2 separate regions of the Mus musculus genome follow, and region 2 is linked to region 1. Evidence: chromatin contacts called from public HiChIP or PLAC-seq data. All regions are on one chromosome and are shown on one strand. Each heading gives the region's core, a stretch centred on a gene start, on an enhancer-like site or on the middle of the called end of the contact. The rest is flanking DNA. Distances are from core to core; before and after follow the strand shown. Region 1 has its middle 5.4 kb from the start of Gm34657. Region 2 has its middle 18 kb from the start of Ttc30a2.

The links. HiChIP or PLAC-seq counts read pairs in DNA pulled down with a chosen protein or histone mark.
Region 2: a contact with region 1 is called in a FOXA1 HiChIP or PLAC-seq map of pancreatic cancer cells. The contact joins two enhancer-like sites. A contact is called at or near these places in 12 of 484 Hi-C or Micro-C datasets (the Ba/F3 cell line, CD8 T cells, embryonic stem cells and 2 more), 13 of 115 datasets of contacts at active chromatin or transcription factors (embryonic basal ganglia, embryonic limb bud, embryonic stem cells and 5 more) and 1 of 9 other capture datasets (embryonic stem cells).

What each region holds. Positions count from the first base shown.
Region 1 is chr2:75,761,063-75,765,899 of GRCm38.p6, reverse strand. No RefSeq gene overlaps it. Among named protein-coding and RNA genes, the nearest start is that of Gm34657, 5.4 kb to the left of the region's middle. Within about 2 kb of position 2,334, at least 131 of the 459 cell types and tissues checked have an H3K27ac peak or open chromatin away from gene starts, as enhancers often do. A contact at or near this core is called in pancreatic cancer cells, where this site is marked.
Region 2 is chr2:75,957,576-75,962,412 of GRCm38.p6, reverse strand. No RefSeq gene overlaps it. Among named protein-coding and RNA genes, the nearest start is that of Ttc30a2, 18 kb to the left of the region's middle. Within about 2 kb of position 2,367, at least 111 of the 459 cell types and tissues checked have an H3K27ac peak or open chromatin away from gene starts, as enhancers often do. A contact at or near this core is called in pancreatic cancer cells, where this site is marked.

The sequences.
Region 1 (4,837 bases), core at 1,085-3,584:
GACTCCCTCTTCTGGAGTGTCTGATGACAGCTACAGTGTACTTACATATAATAAATAAATAAATCTTAAAAAAAAAACTGCTGACATCCCAGAAGTCTCCTCCACGTGTAGCTTTACCAGCTACTGTTCTAGAAAGAGCCAGGCTACTACACTCTCCTTCCTGGGGACCTGTCTTTCCAACATGGGCCAAATTCCCAAGCTAAGTGAGCCGAGAAGCTGGGCCTGTGCCCTCACAAGTACCACACAAATAATGATGTCATGCCACTCCTGACAAGGGTCACAGGGCGTTGGCACCATTCATATTCCTAGCATACACCCTAAACTGCTTAAAGCAAATGGATTCAGGTCCTGGCCAAAAGGGAGTGGAGATCAGTCATAGCCTCAAAGCCTGAGCTTATTACAACATCCCCTCATTTTCTCAGGGCGGAGTGAATAAGGTGGGTTCTAGTGTAATTATCTTTATGTAACTGAAAATTAAATGACTGATAACTGAATAATTTAAATATTGACTTAAATACTTTTGCTTTGTTGAACTTACTTTTTGAAGGACATGCTACCGGGAAATAGGCCTTTAATTTTCTAGTAGATTGAAATTGGAATGGCTATAGGAAAAATGAGCAGTGCTCCAACAGATACCCTTCCTCCAGAGGTCCTTAGAGAGAGTTGCTCTTCTTGTTTACGATAGCTCTTCATACGATCTCCTATTTTAAGACCTGAAATAATTTAGGCCTTGCCTTAGAGAGATCAGGCTTTCTATGAATATAATTTCGCTGCTAAACAAAATAAAAGGAGCTTTTAATGGTGCTCGTCACTGTGCGTGTGAGTATGTGCATGCATTCATGCGTGTGTGTGTGTGTGTGTGTGTGTGTGTGTGTGTGTGTGTGTGTCTTCTGTCTGTCTATCTCTGTATGTGCCTACTCTGAGAATTGAACTCAGGTTTTCATTCTTACATGCCAAGACTTTACTGACTAAACCATCTACTCAGCTCTAGTCCTCAAATTGTATCATACATGCAATTTACCTGTAGAGGTCATGTTAAAATGTGGGCTCCATTTTGATAAGGTCTGGGACCCAAGATCCTACAACATTAAGCAGCTCCTGGAGTGCTGATGTCGCCAGGTAGGAGCCACACCTAGAGTAGGGGGTCTGTGCAAACCAGAAGGCATTGAGCACAGAACCAGGACTTGCAAACACCTCTGGGCTCAGGTCCTTGGTCTATATAGACTTTTCCTAACAAGCACACGAATCCTGTACTTCCTCGCTTCAATAATTCCTCTTCAAACATCAGTTTGTCTTTGTGCTTCTGATTCTCAGTGCTCATGTCTGAGTTTAAATGCTAGGTGTTCCAAGAAAGCTGGATATAGATGCCTTAGGCTTACAAGTTTTCGTTTTCTGTCTTTTACCAATCTGCTTTGATCTTTGGAAGTCTCGGCCAATGATGATGCGATACTGGGCTGGGGTCATAAGCTAGCCTTGAGTAAAATAAAGGGCTTTGCTAAAGTAATCAAGTAAGATGACCAAAAGGAAGGGATACTAATCCTACCAGAATAGGAAGTCCTTATGTGACTGAGCAAGACAGTGCAGAGGTTCCTCCATCTTGTTTTCTTGCTGAGGACATTTTAGGTTTGAGTAGAATTTTACCTTCTTCATGAGAACCCTTTCATGGAAAATTGTCCAACTCTATTCTAGGAACTTGAGGTCAATAATGTCCCAGATAGCTTACTTTGGCTTCTGTTATGCTACCTGTTTATGCAGAGCCCCCTCACCCAGCTAATTGCTTAGCTTGACTTCTGTTAAACGGTTTGCTTTTGCAAAACCTTCCCTGCAGCTGCCATGCGAGATTCCAAGATGTGGTTTTTGCCTTCAAAAACCCCTTTCTCTAAACACGATGCATTACACTTCAGTCCTGAATACAGAAGTAGAGTCGCAGTTGGAATAAAGAATTCCATTTGGCTGATGTCTGTGTGTTCATCTCTGGAGGGCCCCCTACAGCTCTTCTATGAATCCTTTATTCAAATGCCCACAAGTGGAAAGACATGCAGGACATGTAGACTAAAGCAAAAAGACTCATCCAGTTACCTCTGTAGAGAACAAAAATGATGGTCTCAGAATTGCTGTTGAGTGGCAGCAGAAACCAGCAGACCTTGTCATGTAGGTGGCTGTACGGTACATCAGGTAGATTTAGGCTAGCTCTAAAGCCTAATTTTCTCTAGAAAAGCAATGGCTCTACCTGGTAGAACTGCAGGTGATCATTCCCTTTCCAAGAGAGTCTTAGTTCACACCAAGCACCACGCCTACTAGCTAGCTGCCTATCAGCTTGTGGGCTGCACACACACCACAGCTGCCAGTGAATACCAGCAATCATGTGCTCAGGAAACCTCAGGAAGGGCTGGGAGAGCAGAAGTCAGAAGGCTGCGGTCATGCTTCCTGTTCAGACCACATGGTTACATTCAAGAGGTCAAGAAGCTCTCCACAGTCACTGCTGACATCACCACCACTTATCCCCAATGGTGTTGGTAGACTGGGAAAATCCCGTTTCACATAGCAAGCTCCTCAGCACCCTCACAGACAGGGGAAACACCTCTCATCTCCCTTTGGCCTTCCAAATCTCCCATCATTCCATCTGGCTGGCCTTAGTTACATGTGGAATTCTCTAGGCAGGACGGTGTAAGAACGGCACTGCTCTTGTTTTAACTGCAAATCGCTTTGCACTGAGGTAGACCATCCGCACATACAAATATTCAAATCATAGTGGAGGAGATTGGTGGATTTTCATATGCAAACCCCTATGGAGCCAGCCCCCAGCAAAGGAAATGGATGCTATCAGCAACTCCAGAAGCCACTGCACACTCCTTTCTAAGCCGGAGTGAGGCTCAGTGGTAGAACTAAAGCCCTCGATTCAATATCCACCACCTAACAACAAGTAATATAACCAATAAATGCAAAGGTGAGATGAATAGATAGTGCCCAAAAGAACTGCCAATAAATATATACAAAAAAATTAATGTCCTTAGTCATCGGGAAACTTGAGATCAAAACTACACTGTTTTTCCATTTTACCCAGTCAGAGTGACTATCAAACAGAAAACAAACAGAAAATGTTAGAACAGATATAGGAAGAGATGCCTTACACGTTGTTGGTGGCAAAGTAAGGTAGTCCAGCCACAAAACAAAGACCTTGTTATATGATCCAGCTGGCCAATTTCTTTAGATACCTAAAGGAATCTGTGTATGAGTGTCACCAAAAACATTTGCACACCAGTGGTTATCACAATACTCAGAGTTGTGAAATCAGCCTGGATATCCATCAACGGAAGAACGGATTAAGAAAAACGTAATCTATCCACCCCGTGGAGTATTATTCCAGGGGGAAAGCCCCAGATCCTATCTACCAACAAATGGGTATAACCAGATATCATCATGTTACATGAAATGAGCCAGACTTGGAAAGCCGGACACTCCATTTCTAAGTAAGAAGATCCGATCACAGTGGATCAGAGCAACGTCAGAATCCATTCATTTTCTTTTTCTTAAGTCAAGAACGTTTCCCTTTTTGTGTAAAGAACATACTTCACAAAGCTGATGGGGTAGCTCCATCTGTAGAGAGCGCCTCCCTGGCAGAAACAAAGCCTTGGGTTTGGTCCCGAGCATCACATAGAGTGGGTGTGGTTGTGAGTGCCTGCCATCTGAGCACTTGAGGATGAGAGGCAGAAGGATTGCCTTCAAGATCATTCTTGGCTACACTACAAGACTGAGGTACAAGAGAAGCTATTTCAGAAGGAAAGAGGAAAGGAGATAGGGGAAGGAGGGAGAGAGATTACTTCATTGCTGCTCTTTGGCATGTTCAGCTTGCAGGGTTCACTGCTCTCTTGCTCTGGAACTGCTATTAAATACAATATGGACCACTTGAATTCAAGTGACATGGCTCCCTGGATGCAGTTACTAGGTTGGACACGGGTGACGAGCATCGGCAAGCGGCATGGCACGCTTCCCATCCCAGAAGCAGCAGAGTAGGGCCCTGCTGAGATTTTTATCAGGCTATTCAGAATGACATGCAATTTTAAGCTTATTCGTTCAAGTGTTATTCATCTTTGGAGTTTCCCAGTAAAGCTATCTGAACTGGGGCCAGCAAGATGGCTCGGTGGGTAAAGGTACTTGCTGTCAAGCCTCATGACCTGAGTTCGATGCCCAGATTCCACACAGTCGGAGGGTGAGAAATGACCCCTGAAACACACAACACATAGATAAATGTAATTTAAGATCAGATATAGTTTGGCTCCAACTTTCTCATCTCTTCTAAGAAAGACGATACTTTTTCATAGGCTTATTAGCCCCTGGATGCCTGCCTTCTTCAAGGTTTTTGGTTGATGGTCTATCAGTGTGCTGATTTTTTTTTCCTTGTTGATCTCTGATTCATTTTTTTTTTTTTTTACCTTTGTCTACTTTAAAAACATCTTTGCCAACTTCAGTGACACAGGGGGCTGGGGAACATTCTTTTGTTCTCTCACTAAACCCTTTATTGTTTCATTAAACCTCTATTTCATTAAGCTCTTTATTGTTGTACTATTCACAGTTTAATTTATAATTCATCTGGTGTTGAGTTCCACGCAGAGTGAAAAGCAGATAACACACTTTTGAGCTTCCCAGTTGCTGTGAACTACATCTATCATAGGGGTGTGGCAAAGGTGGGTGAGAGCTTACACCGTGTAGCAATGGACTGGGGTAATTTAGGCCTAGATTCCATCCCAGACACCACAGAAAGAAACAACAGAAGATTCCGAGGCATACTCCCAACCCCCTGAACTGGTTTTCAAATGCATACTAGCTCCCAGAGGCA
Region 2 (4,837 bases), core at 1,118-3,617, 200 kb before region 1:
AGAAGACGGGACTAATTGTTTCAAGTAGGAGCAGGGAGGGGAGTGACAGAAGATAAAGAGGGAAAGGAGAAAGGGTTCGTGTGAACTTGGGAAATACTTCTCAATAACAAAGGTACATCATTGCTGGACATCACTGTAGTCAGTGAATGGGGAGGCGGGCACAGGAGGAGAGCGGAGAGTACGTTGCACCTTCTTACTTGGTAGAAATATTGGCAAGTGGATCCAACCATAAGATTTCAGGCCCTCCATGCTTTAATGTTTTTTGAAGTTTGATGGCTGTCACTAACCAGTTTGTCAACGTCCCCGGTGACTTCTGCAGAGTAAACGACTGGAGATTTGGTGGAGCGGAGTTTTCTGGCAGAATGTGGTGTGCACCTGAGGGTTGTCGAACTAATTATAACCTAAGTGGGGTATGGACATTCACAAGGAGTCTTCTTCCTGTGAAAATATCTGTACCTTTAAGTGTATCTCTCTTGGGCTTTGGGGAAAAGCCTAAATTACTTAGTGTTTTGACTTTACCTCTGCTGTGTAATCCTTCCTGAAGACAAAGATCCTCTGGGTGGACACTGTATTGCTTCTATGCACTGTCAGAGGAGTTCTATGAAAAGATCTCTCTCTTTCTTTTTTTAGTAGATAATTATTTTGATGTATACGGATGTTTTGACCGCATTTATATCTGTACCCCACATGTATGAAGTTCAGTCAAAGGCCACAAAAGGGCGTCAGATCTCCCGGAAGTGGATTACAGATGGTTACTAGCTACCATGCGGATGCTAGGAACAGAGCTGGAAGAGCAGCCAGTGTTCCTAACCACTAAGCCATCTCTCCAGCTTCTAAACGGGCACTCTTCAGACCTACATCCATGCTCTGAAACACCTCAGCATGGCTAAACGTCACCCGGGCTGTTTGTTTGTTTGCTCCCGTTCTAAATCCTGACACGGGATAATTTAAATCATTTTTAAAGTCTCTTGCTTGTTTTTATAACCCAAGAATGTCTTCTCAAGGACATAGGCGTGACAGCTTGAAACACAATCATCAAAGGAGAGACCATCCTTCTTACATCTGAACCCCGTACCCTATTCTGTGGTGTGGGGAGGGGAGCCCAACTTTCCTGGCATCAAAATAGTGGGACTACCATCTGTTGAGAAGACATGAGAAGGTGGCTTCCTTTGGCTGAAGCCACTTAACAAACAGACGGCTCAATCTCCTTCTCACCCCACTGCTTAAAAATCCTATCCCCGCTTCAGCAGAGTTGAATCCAGACTGAGTTCTGGCCTCTCACCAACTGCAACAGCCTTGAAAAAAATCCTCACGCCTACTTAACTTTGCCTGGTACAAGTCTTGTGCTGGCATCAATTGATGTAAAGACACTAAAGCCAAAATGTGTAGCGTTCCTCGCCCCCTGATTGCTTTAGGAAGGGTCATGGCAGCTAAGAGCTGCAGAGTCTACCATGCCTTCTTCCATCTCAGAGGCTTGAACAAGCTTGGGTTCACACTCCGTTTGTTCACCGGTCAGGGGGGAATCTCAGTACATGTCCCTGTGGAGTTTTTCAGTAAGTCTGGTGACACATGAGAGCAAGCCCAGAGATTTCCAGGTCAAGGGCCTGTTTCTCTGCAGTGTGCTTTGGTGACAGCCTTGGAGAACAAAGGGACAGTGAATCATTTCCTCTGTGCGAAGGTCATCTCTGCTGATCTTTGCAGTGCGGTGCTGACTTGAGAACCCAGCAGCTCTGAAGTCCCTTGCACTTAGGATCCTGCACCCAGCATGCCCCGCGCCTCTTGACTCCTTGCTAGCTCCTTCCAACTTTCTTCCTTCCCCTGCTGTCTTAAAAGGAAAGACCCAGGGCAGAGCCTCTGATGCTTACACAAAAGAAAAACAAATGGAGTCACACAATAACTTTAGCTGCGATCACTTCCTGGACCTCCAAGTTCCCAAAAGGGGGCGGTAGGGGGAGGGTGGTGGAGCGCATATCCATGGGCAGCTCCAGGTCAGATGTGAGGAGACAATGGCCAAAGTGACACACCCAGTTCGTGGCATCCTTGTCTGGGACTCCCTTTCTCCATCTTTGGATAGCCAATCGCTGTGTCTGCGCCTTGCTGCTCTCCAGGGCCGTTAGAAGGCTCAAATGAAATAACGTCTGTAAAGTGCTTAGTAAACTGTAAAATGCTTTACAAATGTAAGGGATTATTACAAACCACAATACAGCGGTGCTTTATGGTTTTATAAAACTACTGGCTGGAACTGCAGGAAGGGGAATCCCTCTGGTGATTTTGATTTTGGAAACAGGAGGGCTTGGGCCAGCCTGCTTGCCAGGCGTCAGACTCCTGGCAGCAGCTGTTTATCCCATCTCACTCAGCTCCGCACATATGGCCGCTGCGGGCCTCCTGCAGAGCCGACAATCTGCACCACTGAGTCTGAGCTCGGCCAGCGCAATCTCCACTCCACCCTGGCGCTGTCTGGCTTGCCAAGTCTAACACCTAGGAAACAGAGACCTTATCGCCTTGTACTTTACCACCAAAGCGTTTGAGTTGGGTTTTTGTTGTTCTTTTAGATGAGAATTTCCCTTCTTTAGCGACTGGAACAACTCAGATTCTCACCATAAAAAGCCTTCCTTTGAGCGGACTGAAAACCCCAGATGTTGCTCCCTTTTTTTTTTTTTTTTTAAGCTTTACTGTGATCACAAAGGCAGTGGTATAAACGTCTGCCCCGGGCCTGGGCTTGCACCAGCTGAGAAGGATTAAGACACTGATACATTCTTTTCTCTTTGGACTTCACACAGCAAGGTCGCATTAACCCATGCTGGCTGGCGGCAGAGTTGGCACCTGTGGATTCTCCTTGGCGCTGCAGCCAAGCCCTTGATGGACGCTTACGAACACTAAAGTGCAGCGGCCTTGCTGTTGATAACCGCTCGCTTCTCCCTGAGGTGTTCTGAAATTGTTTTTGCGTCTAAGCACTACTCCTGGGCTTGTAAATGTCACGAGGAATTATGAACATTTGCGGAAAAGTAACCGTTTGACTAATTTCCTGTTCCACAAAGCAAACACACCACCCTATGTATTTAGGATCTGCTGTTGGCACGCCAGGTTGTGGCAAGTTTCAAGGTTATAGGATCATAAATGGGATTAGATAAGCCAGACAGGGTGGCTCAGACTCTAGCAATTTTAAAGTATGAAAATTCCGCAGAAAAAAATAGGCAAACAATCTTGAAGGGAAAGTAAACTATAATAGCCCTACAAGATGGGGGGGGGGGGGGGAGACCACTGCTGTGGTGTGGCTGGGGACTCAGTAGTCCCGGGGTGGGGGGTGCATTTCTAGAATACATGCTAGAATGGATAAATATTTTAGAATACAAGACAGAAACGGGTCATAATTTTAAGAACAGAAGGAGTTTTCTATTTGATTCAAGTGTGGCCTGACACATTTTTCAAAAGCAAAAGATGAAGGAAATTACGAAGAAGAGTAGAATTGATGGCAGGAATCTGGAATTCCAGAGAGCAGAATGCATTGCGCCACATGGATGCCTTTGCATTTTAAATTATCTATTTCCTTTTAATTGACCAGATTAATTATTCCCACCTTGCCACTTGGCAGGTAGGGTCGCTGCTCCTTCACCACATTAATGAACCTATTCACGTTGCCTCTTTGTAATTAAGACTGTGAGTTACAGGTCACATTCTCAGATTGGTTTAGTGGACGGCCAGCTTAGTCTTTATTAAGGAAAATATATGACATCAGGCATTTCCCGCTGTAAGAGCCCTGATTTTCTGCAGAGTTTTCTTCCACTTGTCAGAGGAGGGTAGTGGCTCCCTGCCTTTTGTTTTGTCCAGAAGAAACACAGACCTGTGAAGGTGATAGCATCAGTCAAAGGCCGGACACCTAGAGGGTAGCTGATGGATCCATGCTCGAGATTCTTTATTGCTATGACAATCCTGAGCAAGTCCTTTCATGAGCTATTTGAAAAGAAATATCTCTGGAAATGCAGCTACGTTAATAAAGGGAAATATATTGCCCTCTTCCATTATCTTTGCTTTTAAGCCGTTTAGGAAATTCTAAAAACATAAAAAGGTACTCAGTACTTTGACTAACAGCAGCTAAACATAGCAGAGAAGTTTTCATCTGTGGTGTCTATGGCCCCCAAGAGAGCAAGCTTTAATAAAAAAAAAAAAAAAAAAAAAAAAAAAAAAAAAAAAAAAAAACCTGAAATTGTCATCCAAAACATTTGGTTTCATTCAGAACTTCTGGATCTCAGCTTGGTTCCCAGTGTTAAAACACTTCCTCTCCCCAGCCCGAGTGGTATTTGTTCCATAAATATAAGTCAGAGCATGAGAGACACTGATAGATGCCTTCAAGTTTTACTTGGCATGGTGGCACACGCCTATAAACCTGGCCTGTTCAAGGTGAACCGAGGTGACAAAAACCCTGTCTCAAACAAAACAAGACAGCAATAACTAAAAGAGCCTTTTTGCTGCTGGTCACAGAGATCTAAAATACATATAACACAGTGCACCATGGATGCACAGACAGTGTGTAGGAAGTCCTGTTGGCATTGTCCAAACACAGTAGGATGAAGACCAAAGACACAGCACCTGCTGTTTGCACAGATCCTACAACATTTCTCAGAACAAACGGAGTCTTCCCTCACGGGTAGTAACTAACCTGTATTCATCAACTCTGACAGAACTTCTCCAGTTTACAGTGATGCATACATTGTCAACCTCCTGTCTCACCGTCATAAAATTTTATGGTGTTCTTTGTCCACTGAGATCTCAGGTGGTTAATGGCTATGTTTCCTTTCCAAGCCAAAATTCGAGAGCAGTAATGACATCCGTGTGCTTC